2 separate regions of the Oryctolagus cuniculus genome follow, and region 2 is linked to region 1. A link is a contact called in public Micro-C data. All regions are on one chromosome and are shown on one strand. The core of a region is the stretch at or near the end of the contact, and the rest is flanking DNA. Distances in the headings are between cores, read along the strand shown. Region 1 holds the start of SCARF1 (scavenger receptor class F member 1). Region 2 holds the start of OVCA2 (OVCA2 serine hydrolase domain containing).

What was found. A called contact is a pair of places that touch in the nucleus more often than the background predicts.
Region 2: a Micro-C map of ear pinna shows a contact between it and region 1, with 6 times the contacts expected there. The contact joins the promoter of OVCA2 here to the promoter of SCARF1 in region 1. A contact is called at or near these places in 2 of 6 Hi-C or Micro-C datasets (ear pinna and skin fibroblasts).

Annotation. Positions count from the first base shown.
Region 1 is chr17:47,167,537-47,173,441 of mOryCun1.1, reverse strand. SCARF1 (scavenger receptor class F member 1) reads left to right here and starts at 2,312. Exons shown (of 11, transcript XM_002718887.5): 1 at 2,312-2,915; 2 at 3,187-3,245; 3 at 3,462-3,563; 4 at 4,300-4,825. The coding sequence starts at 2,815. RILP (Rab interacting lysosomal protein) reads left to right here. Exons shown (of 8, transcript XM_002719046.5): 5 at 125-270; 6 at 577-699; 7 at 1,625-1,708; 8 at 1,903-2,369. The coding sequence ends at 2,062.
Region 2 is chr17:47,526,303-47,532,075 of mOryCun1.1, reverse strand. It overlaps OVCA2 (OVCA2 serine hydrolase domain containing), which reads right to left and starts at 3,086. Exons shown (of 2, transcript XM_002718881.5): 1 at 2,780-3,086; 2 at 1,334-2,476. The coding sequence starts at 2,948. The coding sequence ends at 1,977. It overlaps DPH1 (diphthamide biosynthesis 1), which reads right to left. Exons shown (of 13, transcript XM_008270921.4): 10 at 3,835-3,913; 11 at 3,406-3,546; 12 at 3,123-3,230; 13 at 1,695-2,476. The coding sequence ends at 3,141.

The sequences.
Region 1 (5,905 bases), core at 1,063-3,562:
TGTCACCTATTGTAGCACCGTTGTCCCCCAGAACTCCTTGCCTGTCCCTTCCTCTGGCATTCCTGCGATGGCCCTGGGCCCATGGGAGAGCTAGCAGGGCCTCCAGACCACGCTTCTTCCGCAGGCCGCTGCCCCACGGCAGCCAGAGCGCCCCCCGGAGGCAGGGCAGTGCGGCTTCAGCAGGCAGGAGCTTGAGCAGATCCTTCAGGAGCGCAATGAGCTCAAAGCCAAGGTGTTCCTGCTCAAGGAGGAGCTGGCCTACTTCCAGCGGTGAGGGCCCTGCCCGTGTCTGCTCCTGGCCTCGGGTCACCCCCACCTCATTCCCGTATTCACTGACAAACCCCAGCAACCTGGCCAGACCCTGTACCAACACAGCCCCTGCCCTCTGGGGACTCCATCCCAGCAGGGGAAGGGGCGGTACCAAGGTCACAGCAGCTGTGCCAGGAGGGGTGCCACACAGGCTAAGGCCTGGGGGGTGTTGCGGGCTCCCCCAGGGAACAGGCAGCTCGCACGGGCCCTCGGGGCGAGGCCCGCTGCTGGCAGCCCCACCACGTTCTGCCTGCCCCCGTCCTGTAGGGAGCTGCTCGCAGACCACCGGGTCCCCGGGCTGCTGCTTGAAGCCATGAAGGTGGCTGTCAGGAAGCAGCGGAAGAAGATCAAGGCCAAGATGTTGGGGACACCAGAGGAAGCAGAGAGCAGGTGTGTCCCCGCGACCCAGCCTACTGACCTAGCAGACCCGGTCTGCTGACCTGGCCTGGCCGCCCCCGAGCCTGCCCTCCAGCCTGCACCCTTCTCTCTGGACTCCACCAGTGCTGCCTGCACGCCTTGCAGAAGGCACCTGCACACTGCTTTGGCTGGGTCTGTCTGTTTAGATTTATTTGTTTATTTGAAAGTCAGAGTTACAGAGAGAGGTAGAGCCAGAGAGAGAGAGAGAGAGAGAGAGAGAGGTCTTCCATCTGCTGGTTCAGCCAGGCTGGTCCAAAGCCAGGAGCTTCCTCTGGGTCTCCTTTGTGGGTGCAGGAGCCCAAGCACTTGGGCCATCCTCCACTGCTTTCCCAGCCCCACTAGCAGGGACCTGGATCTGAAATGGAGCAGCCGGGCCTCAAACCAGAGCCCGTAGGGGATGCTGGTGCTGCCGGTGGGGGCTTTACCCACTACGCCACAGCGTTGGCCCTCTGGGTCTATTTGTTCTTAGAGGAGTGAGACTCTCGCTGCTGCTTTATCAGGGCCCCGCCGTGTGTCCGCATCTTGTGGACACCCTCATCCCTTGTCGGGAGTGCCTGGCTGTCAGTCCCTGCTCCTCTGCTTTCTGATCCAGCTTCCCACTAATGCACTGGGAGGCAGCAGGTGACAGTTCAAGCGATTGGGTCCCCGCCACCCAGGTGGGAGACCTGGATTAAGTTCTCGGCCCCCAGCTTTGGCCTGCTGCAAGTCAGCTAATAGAAGGCAGATCTCTCTGTCTCTTTGTCTCTCGACCTTTCAAATAAAAATAAAAAAGAGAGGCCTTGTGTCTCCCCAGGGTCACCAGGTCGCCAGCCCTGGGGGCGCTGTGGTCACTCAGTGCTGGCCCGCTGCTGCCCGGGCCCTTGATACATGGCCCTCTCCTCTCTCCCCCCTGTGTCAGTGAGGACGAGGACGGCTCCTGGCTCCTGCTCTCCGGCGATAAGGAAGAGCAGCCTGCACCCGCTGAGTCCAGAGTCCAGAGTTTGTATGTTGGGGAGTGAAGGAGGGGCTTCGGGTTTTCTGTGCCCCTCCCTGCCCCGCGTGCCCTCCCCCCGCTGCCCCACCATCTGTGCCGTCCCGGCATCCATCTGAAGTCCTTTTCTCTTCGCTCCTTGCTCTCAGCCCCAATCCTTGACTCTCTGGCCTCCCGGCTCAAAGAACCTCTTGGCTCTCCCTCAGCTTTGGCCTGTGGTACCGGGATAAAGCCGAGACCCCCACACCTGAGCCCAGCAGCACTGGAGAAGAAGGGGCCCCTCAGCAACCCCACGTGGAGCCTCTGGGGGGCCCTCAGCCCCCACCCCCCGACCAGCCCTGCTCTGCTCTGCGGCAGCCGCTCTGACCTGGGCCTCAGCCCACCTGGAGGCCTGGCTTTGGGGCCTGGCTGGGGCGGATGTGTGATGGCCCGTGAGACAGCTTCCTCCTTCGCAGCCTGTCTGGAACTCTTCCCTGATCCCGGCCTGCACCGGGGATTCTCCACCTGCCTCCACCCCTCCACCTCTGCACCGAGCTTCCAGAGCAACGGGGAAAAGTGCTTCCTCTCCGGTGCCTGCGCGGCCACCCCTGCAATAGAGAGAACTGTCTTCCTTCCTCCCAGGGAGTTTCCCAGAGGGCCTGAGCCAATGGAATAAAGCCCTACCATCCGGAAATGGCTCCTGTCTGTGTGTCAGCGGCCCGCCGCCCTCCCAGCCGCCGGCAGCAGAGGCAGGCCGACATTCCGCCCGGGGGCTCTTTGGCCAGTGCCTGGGTGGGGACCTTGCCTGGGGAGTGTGGCCTAATGGGCAGCCCTGGCTCCCACCGCAGCCCTACCCTTTCGCCTCTGCCCCATGCCCCGGGACCCGTGGCTTCTGGCCCCCTCTAGATGGAGACCAGCCCCAGAAGCCCCCCGGGGCCCTCCCCACCCGCCTTCCTTTCAGGGCTGAGACGCGGGGCTTTCCCCAGACGCCCGGCCGCCCTCCCTGGGAGGTGCCTCGTGGCAGCCTACCCAGCCGGCCTGGTTTCCTCAGGAAAAGCCTTGGGAGGAAGCGGGGCGGGGGGGGGGTTGGGAGCTGTGGGGGCCAGATTAACCGGAGTCCTCCCACTCCACTGGCCGCCATGGGGCTCGGGCTGCTGTTCCTACTGCTGCTGCTCTGGCCCTGGGGACCCCAGGGCTCCCCGCTGGACCCCGGTGGGCAGCACGTCTGTGTGGGCAGCAGGTGGGTGTGACGGGACAGGAGGGGGGAGGCGGCTGAGCTGGTGTTGAGGCATTTGGGGAAGGAGACAGGGAGGAGGTTAGGGGCTGATGAGAGAGGGTTGGGGGGCAGCCTGGTGGGTGGCAGGAAAAACAAGGGAGGAGGTGGGGGACATGAGTACTGTGACGTTCCGTTAGGCTGCCCTGGGGGACTGGGGCCGCCTGCCACACCTCGGCCAGGGACAGTGATCTTTGTGGGGCCAGGCTGCCCCTGCTGACCCCTCTCTGATCCACAGCCCCTCTGAGCTCCAGTGCTGCCCAGGCTGGAGGCAAAAGGATCACGAATGCACCATCCGTGAGTAGCAGAGGAGGGAGCTCCCTTCCTGCCCTCCTGGGGCCGCTTTCCACACCTGAGCCCTAGAACCGGGGTCCGTCTTGGGACGTGTGCCTCTGGCCCCACCAGGGTGACTCTTGAGGGGCACAGGGCGCTGGGAGCCAGCGAGAGGGGCGGGCGGAGATCCCCTGGTGGTGAGTGCTCCAGTCGTGGTGACCTGGGTGGGGTATTTTTCAGCCATCTGCGAGGGGCCGGATGCCTGCAGGGAAGGCGAGGTATGCGTGAAGCCAGGCCTGTGTCGCTGCCCGCCGGGATTCTTCGGGGCCCAGTGCAGCTCCCGTGAGTCTCAACTGCGTGGTGAAGCTGCGGGGCAGAGCTGGGGCGGGGCTTGGGGCAGCAAAGCAGGCAGAAACACAGTCTCTGAAGAGCTCCCCTGAGGAAATTGAGGCCAGGGATAGGAAGTGACATGCTCCTGGGAGACGCCCTGCGTCGTCTCCGAAGCCCCACCCACCCGGGCCCTTCACGGTCTGGGAAGATGTGCTGTGATCTTGCCTTGCAAAGTGGATGCCTTCCCAGCCCCACTACCTCACCACCCCAGCCCCGGGCTGGGCTGCCACCCTGCCCCTCTTTGGCAGAAAGCGGGGATAAGAACGGGGTTCCTGAGTAGGACAGCCCGAGCACCTGCACCAGGGATGTCTGAGTTGGAAGGGGACCCAGTGGGCAATGGGGCTTCCTCTGTCATCTTGGTGGGCCATAGCCAGGCCTGCACTCAGAGTGACAGCCTCATTCACCTGTAGCCCAGGGAAGGAGGAGGGGAAATGAATGAAGCCCTAGCTACTTCTGGGTGTACCTAGGACTCAAGTGTTCTGGAATGTGAACTGGGAGGCTGGGCCACTGGGGGTTTTTGTAGTTCAGAGCCTGGGGCAGGAAATGAACTGTGCCCCAGAAGCATCTGCTGCTACATGTTCCAAGGGCCTGTTCCCCATGGTTAGAGGGCGAGCCTGGCTCCCCTCTGCCTTAGATAAGGTCCTGCCCAGCCTGAGCCCACTGACTCCTCTGTCCCCGCCTCCTGCAGGCTGCCCGGGCCAGTACTGGGGCCCCGACTGCCGTGAGAGCTGTCCCTGCCATCCACACGGCCAGTGCGAGCCAGCCACCGGTGTGTGCCAGTGCCAAGCTGACCGCTGGGGTGCCCGCTGCGAGTTCCCATGCACCTGCGGTGCCCACGGGCACTGTGACCCCGCCACAGGCGAATGCCGCTGTGACCCCGGCTGGTGGTCATCCACGTGCCGCCGCCCGTGCCAGTGCAACCTGGCGGCGGCGCGCTGCGAGCCAGCCACGGGCGCCTGCCTGTGTGAATCGGGCTGGTGGGGCCACCGCTGCAGTTTCCGCTGCGCATGTCACGACTCGCCCTGCGCGCAGGAGACTGGTCGCTGCACCTGCCGGCCAGGCTGGTGGGGCCCCGAGTGCCGGCAGCGGTGCGAGTGCGTGCGCGGCCGCTGCAGCGCTGTCTCGGGCAGGTGCACCTGCCCACCCGGCTTCCGCGGCGTGCGCTGTGAACTGCCCTGTCCCTCCGGCAGCTATGGGGCTCAGTGCCGTGACAGGTGAGTGGGCTGGGAGGGGTGCCGGGGAAGGCGAGCAGGCGAAGGAACGGGGAGAGGGAAGGGGAGGTTGAGGAGGAGTTCCAGAGAGGCAGTGGGAAGGGAAGAGAGAGCCAAGAATGCGGTGGGAAGGTCCGGAGAAGGCGCAGGGGCACAGTGCTCTCCTAGAGGACATGCAAGGCATGAATGAAAGAGGGATAAATTCCCCAAGGCCCCTCGGTCCAGCCCCACTCACCCCTTCCATCTGGTTGTGGTCAAACAAAACGCTAGCACCGTACTAGCAAGCCAGAATTGGAAGGAATCACATGTGGCCAGAGGATGGCGCTGTCCCCTTACGACTCAGTGGCTTTCAGCCTGAACGTACCTGGGGGCTCCCAAAAGCCCACGGAAAATGGAACAAAAAGACGATGCGAGTTGCGAGTTCGCAGTGAACTGCTTGGAGCCCTTGGTACACGCCACACATTTATTTCACACGACTGAAAAGTCTAGCCAGACAGTACATACGTGCCTTACCGCGGACATGTATGGAGGCCTCCCGGTACGTCTGCCAATCCTTGTATAACATGGTGTGGTATATAATCCGTGTAATCCTCTGCATACCAGAAACCACCTCTAGATTACTGATAGAGCTAACACAAGGGAAGGCTATGGAAATAGTTATTACTCTGTGTTGTTTAGGGGAATGGTGACAGGAAAAAAATAACCTGTACACGTCCAGTACAGGTGCAATTTTTAAAAAAAGATTTATTTATTTGAAAGAGTAACAGAGGAGGAGAGACAGAGAGAGATGGCAGATCTCTCTCTCTCTGCCTCTCTGTAACTGTGCCTTTAAAATAAGTAAATACATCTTTAAAAAAAAGTCAATGGGAAATTAAGGTAAACTTGAAAAGTCAGTGGTGAAAACACACAGCTGACGTGTTATGTTCACGCATTTTCATGTTGTGGGCTAGAAGATGAACTACGGAGTCCACTCGCACGGCATGTCAGGGACAGCACAGTGCCGGGGTGGGGGGTGAAGCTGGGAGGGAGGAGCACAGGGCAGCGTGCAGGGAGGCTGGCACAGGGGAGGGGCTGGAAGGAGAG
Region 2 (5,773 bases), core at 1,837-4,336, 360 kb before region 1:
GTGTGCCGGCTCCGCAAGGCAGAGGATTAGCCTAGTGAGCCGCGGCGCCGGCTCTGCTCACTTTGTAGAGCAGAAGAGCAACAGTGAAGGTCAAGAATGTTGAGTTCTTACACCCAAACCCAACTCTAAGTTACTGAGCCTCTCTGTGCCTGTTTACTTAATTGCAAAACTAAGCTAATGATGGCTAATAATAGTGCTTACCTCAGGAAGGTGTGAGACCCAATTAGGCAACATTACAGCTGCTGCTTATCACCGCGTCTGGCATGCAGTTAGTAACTATGCTACTCCTATTTCTAGCCTCTAGACCTCATTTTCCATGGCTACACATTGCAAGCCTTAGATCAACGACCCTTCTGGGGAGCTTCCTCCCTGTCCCTGGTGCATTGATTGAGCATCACGTGGTTTTTGTTGTTTTCCCCTAATCATACATACCAGAAACTTCTACCCCTAAGGCAGTGCTATTCAATAGTGCGTCACATGCGAATGCCCAGGGGTGGTCTGCCAGGATGCAGGTTCTTGGCCCCCACTGATTGTGACTCACTTGCTCTGGAGTTGGCCCCAGGATTCCAGGTTTCAACAGAGGAGCCCAGTGGGAGTGGGCCTCTGTGTATGTAGGGGGGAGGGCACAACCTGAGGTTCTCTTGTTCCTTGAGGGCATGCTGGCTGGTGACTTAGCTCGTGGGTCAGGAGCCAGTGGGCCACACGTTTCCCTCTCATCCAGCCTGCATTCTGATTCTCTCCTTACCCCAGCGTGAGCACTCTACCCTACCCTTCCTGGCCCTGCCCCTCTCCCTCATACACACTTCTAGCTTTAAGCCTGGGCTGGAAATTCCTTCCCCTCTGTCCCTTCATTGTCACGATCCCAATTTGCAGCAGCAAGGGTGTGCAAGGCATCGTTTTTACCTCTTGGGCCTAACCACAGGGGGCAGCATACAACTGCTCATAGACTGCCGCCAGGGCACATGAGCCCTTCAGTGCAGATCCATGTTATTTCCTGAAAAGGCAGAAATCCTGAATTTCTGTGTGAAATATCTAGCATTTTAAAGTTTTTTTTTTTTTTTTTTTTGGTCTTCTAAAACTTCATGGGTCAAATCCAACAGGCGTACAGAAGTAACACCAAGAGCAAGGCAGAGGCCAACTGTAGTGCGAGAAGTGCCCTCCACCCCTCCCAGCACTCTGCGGTAACTCAGACTCTACACAGATAACCCATGCTGCCAACACCCCCACCTTCAAAAAAAAAAATCTTGGACAGCTCTCTGTAGTGAAGAGCTCGGGTCTGGGCTGTACTCGCTACAGCAATGACGACCAGCATCAATCCCCAAAACCCTGTGGGTGGAGTCAAGCGTGGAAGAGGCCATTTATTCTCTGCCGTCTCTGGCCTTCCCCTTGGGAGGCGCGCAGGCTTGGAGGGGAGGCCGGCGCACAAGCTGCAGGGACTACGGTGGAGGACGCCCAAGGTCAGCAAACCCAGGTGGATCCTTGCTGGATGGAAATCCTTCCCCGATTCAGCCACCGAGGCCCCCTTTCCTCCTTGGACGTCCGTCCACACAGCGCGAGTACACCCGTGCACACCCGAATGAGCTTTGCTCTGGGAGCTCACAACTGGACTTATCTCCCTGCTGCCCAGGATGGCCACGGAACTGGACTTCCGTTATGAAGTGGGACTCTGTGTACCAGGAAAAAGATGCTCAACATCCAAGTCACCGCTTTATTGTGTGGCGGCCATGGTGACGCCAGCCCCCGCTTTCCCATGTCACTCTCCTCTCACCCAGGGTTCTCTGGCTTTGTTCATGTTTCAGTAGCAGAACTCAAAACTTCCATCAAGGTGCCCTCCTCCCCTTTCCTCCAGTGACAAGCAGGCCTCACATGACTTGAGTCCTCAGAATTGACCACTGTCGGGAGGTGAGGGAAAGGAGCAGGAAGACGCTAGAGGCTGCCCCGCGTGGGGAGGCTGGGGAGAGGCCTTTGTTGATTTTTCACTCTGCAAACTGGTCCAAGAACTTGAGGTAGGCCTGGCGCTGGGCTGCAGCTGCAGGAATGAAGTGACCACCGGAATGGGTGAGGGTGACGGCTCCGGGGAATCGGCTGGCCAGCTGCACGCTCTCCTGAGCAGGAATGACACGGTCGGTTTCCCCAAAAACATGTAGGGAAGGCAGTGACAAGGGGCTCTTCAAGATGGGTTCCTTGAGAACAAGGCCCCGGGGACAGAAGCCAGAAACCAGGATGATAAACCGCGGTAAAGGGAAGCGCGGGTCTCCCGCCTGGCCCAGGGCACACACAAGGGCGGCGAGCGCGGCCCCCTGGCTGAACCCGAGGATTCCGTCAAAAGGCCCCAGGCTGCTCAGGGCCCGGGCCACCGCTGCCAGGGCCTCCTGCAGCCCCCGGCACACGGCGGGCTCTTCCAGCGCGGAGAAGGTGTCTGCTGCAGCCTCTGAAAACCACCAGCCTCGAGGCTGCTCCTCCGGGGCGCAGGGACCTGCAGGGACACGGGGAGGAGGCGGGGTGAGCGCAAGGAGGACCCTGCAGGGAAGGAATGGGGGTGGGGGTAGGCTGGGGAGCGAGAGAGCGGGGGCTGAGGGGAGAACACGTGGAGAAAGAAGGCAGGGAGTGAACCCGTGGCCCTGGACCCCGAGGCCTGGGAGGACAAGGCTGGAATCGGTGAGGGTCTGGGGCAGGAGAAATGAGGGGTGTGGACGGAGGGGGGTACACGGCGCGGGGAAGCGAAACGGAGAGGACGTTCTGGATGCATTTCCGGAGCAGGAAGCAGGGTGCGTCTCACCGGAGTCAGGCTCCGCCGCTTCAGAGACCGGGTGCGGGCCGCTGAGGCACACGAGCTCGGCGCGGCCTCGCAGCGCCTTCCTCAGAGCGCCAGTCTTCTCGCGGAAGCCCCGTTCGCTCTGCCGGAAGCCCGCCAAGCACAACACCCGCAGCGGCCGACGCGCGGCCATCACGGGGGCAGCGTGCTCCACAGCGGCGGAAGCCGCCTTTCCCCGAGCGGAAGTAGAACGCGAGGGGGCGGGACCAGATACCGACGCCACACCCTTGAGGGTGGGCCTCGGAGCGAGCTGGGGTTTCCATGACAACAGGGAGGGGCAGAGCGCAGCCAGAGCAGGGGCGGATACCTGAGACCCCGAAGCGTCTCACGGAGCCGGCGGCGCCACCTCCTCGCCTCTGCAGCTGCAACCCTCGCAAGCCGCGGCTGGAGACGGGCGCGTGAATCCCTCCTGCACCTAGGGCCGCAGACCGGTCAGGATTTCGCTTTCGCAACGTCCTCTGCCCCGCTCCCGTGCACTTACCGCCGTGGCCGCAGGGCGGCGGTCTGGGCTCGTGTTGCCAGGGAGGCAGCCAGTGCCAAGGCCGCACCCAGGGGCGGTCTCTCCTCCCTCCCTGCTGCCTCCCGCCTACCTTCCCGAGTGCGGGCCGGCCAGCGGGCTGAGGGGGCCGGTCCTTCCCGTGGTTCACGGTCCACGGCCCCAAGGAGCTGCCGGCATAGAAGTCCATGGGGTAGGGCTGCTGCCAGGAAATGTCCCGCAGGGCCACGGCCGCCTAGGGCAAGAAAACCGGACGGCGACGCTTGGCAACCTTTTTCTGCGCCTGCTCACAGACTTCAGTCCTCACCAGTTCCATGAAGAAGGGCGGATGGTCCCAACCCGCAGGAAGGAAACGCGAGGTTCCGAGAGGTTACGGGACTTGCCCAGAGCTCAAGGACTGTGGAGTCTGGAGTCTGACCCGGGGACCTCTGCCCAGCCCTCCCACTCCGTTAGACCTCTCCCCTGACAGACACATCAAGGTGCAGGGCCCACCCTCTCCCGGGGACCGTAGAAACGGGATTACCTCATAGGGCGTCAGCAGAGGCTTGGGGAAGGCTGTGCCCCAGTCAATGGAGAGGCGAGGACAGGCCACCTGCACCCAGCTGGGAAGGGAAGTCCCGTCAGGCCCAAGGCGCGGACCTACCCTTCAGGGGTCTACAGTGACTCCAACACATCGTTAATTGATAGGGTTTTGAAAGGCAGAGAGAGAGAAAGGGAGCTCCCACTGGCTAGTTCGGACCCTAAAGAGCCAGAGCCGGGCCAAGACGAAGCCAGAAGCCAGGAACTCGGCCCGGGTCTTTCACCCCGGCGGCAGGGACCCAGACGCCTGAGCATCAGCTGCCGGCTCCCAGGGTGCTCCTGGGCAGGCAGCTGGAGTGAGGAGCAGGGCCAGGACTCAGACCCAGGCACTGCTACGCAGCAGCATCTGAAGCACTGTGCCGCGCGCTGGCCCGCAGGGAAGCCCGACTGTCGCTTCTTTCCTCCCGACTCCCGCCTGCTGGGGGAGCTGTCGGACTTAGTGCCTGCTACAGTGCAAGTGCCCCCCACCAAGCTCTTCCCACTCGGGGCTGGTGCTGTGGCGCAGCAGGTTGAGCCACCGCTTGCGATGCCGGCATCCAGTATGGGCCCCAGTTGGAGTCTCGACTGCTCCACTTTTGATCCAGCTCCTTGCTAATACGCCTGGAAAAGCAGTAACAGAAGGCCCAAGTGCTTGGGCCCCTGCACCTGCATTGGAGACCCAGGAAGAAGCTCCTGGCTCCTGACTTCGACCTGGCCCAGCCCCGGCCTTTGTGGCCATTTGGGGAGTGAACCAGCAGATGGAAGATCTATGTCTTTCTCTTTTTCTCTGTAACTCTTGCCTTTCAAATAAATAAATAAATAAATAAATAAATAAATGAAACACCTCTTCTCACACAGAACAACCATGATGTTGCGCCCCACAGTCAGGAAAAACGAGAGCCATACCCCCTATTGGGTAAATGCTCTATAAACAATGTTTCACAGCGCGGGGCAGGCAGTTAGCCTAATGGTTGAGAGTGCCTGGTTGTATAGCAGGCTCCAGCTTCCTGCCAATGCAAACCCTGGGAGGCGGCAATGATGGCTGAAGTGGCTGGGCTCCTGCCGCCCGTGTTAGAGACAGGAAGTGCATCCCCAGCTCCGAGCGTCAGTTAGGCCCAGCCCCAGCCCCAGCTGTTGTGGGCATCTGGGCAGTGAACCAGCTGATGCTCTGTCTCTGTGTCTCAAATAAATGCAGTGGTTTTGTTGTTGTTGTTGTTGTTTTGTTGTTTTGGAAGGAAGAGAGAAAGAGAGGGGGAGAGAGGGAAGATTTTTTTTTTTTAACTTATTTGACAGGTAGAGTTAGGCAGTGAGAGAGAGAGACATAGAGAAAGGTCTTCCTTTTCCGTTGGTTCTCTACTACAGCTGGAGCTGTGCCGATCTGAAGCCAGGAGCCAGGTACTTCCTCCTGGTCTCCCATGTGGGTGCAGCGCCTAATCACCTTGGCCATCCTCCACTGCCCTGCTGGGTCACAGCAGAGAGCTGGACTGGAAGAGGAGCAGCTGGACTAGAACCCAGCGCCCATATGGGATGCCGGTGCCGCAAGCAGAGGATTAACCAAGTGAGCCACGGGGCTGGCCCAATGCAGTGGTTTTTTAAAAGATTTTTTTTTTTTTTTTTTGAAAGGCAGAGTTACAATGACACAGAGACAGGGTGAGACAGCGATCTTCCATCTGCTGGCTCACTCCCCAAATGGCCTGCAGCAGCCAGGGCTGGGCCAGGCTGCAGCCAGGAGCCAGGAGCTTCTTCCAGGTCTCCTGTGTGGGTGCAGGGGCTCAAGGACTTGGGTCATCCTCCGCTGCTTTCCCTGGTGCATTAGCAGGGAGCTGGATCAGAAGTGGAGCAGCTGAGATTCAAACCAGCCTCCATGTGGGATGCTGGTGCTGCAGGAGGAGGCTTAACCCACC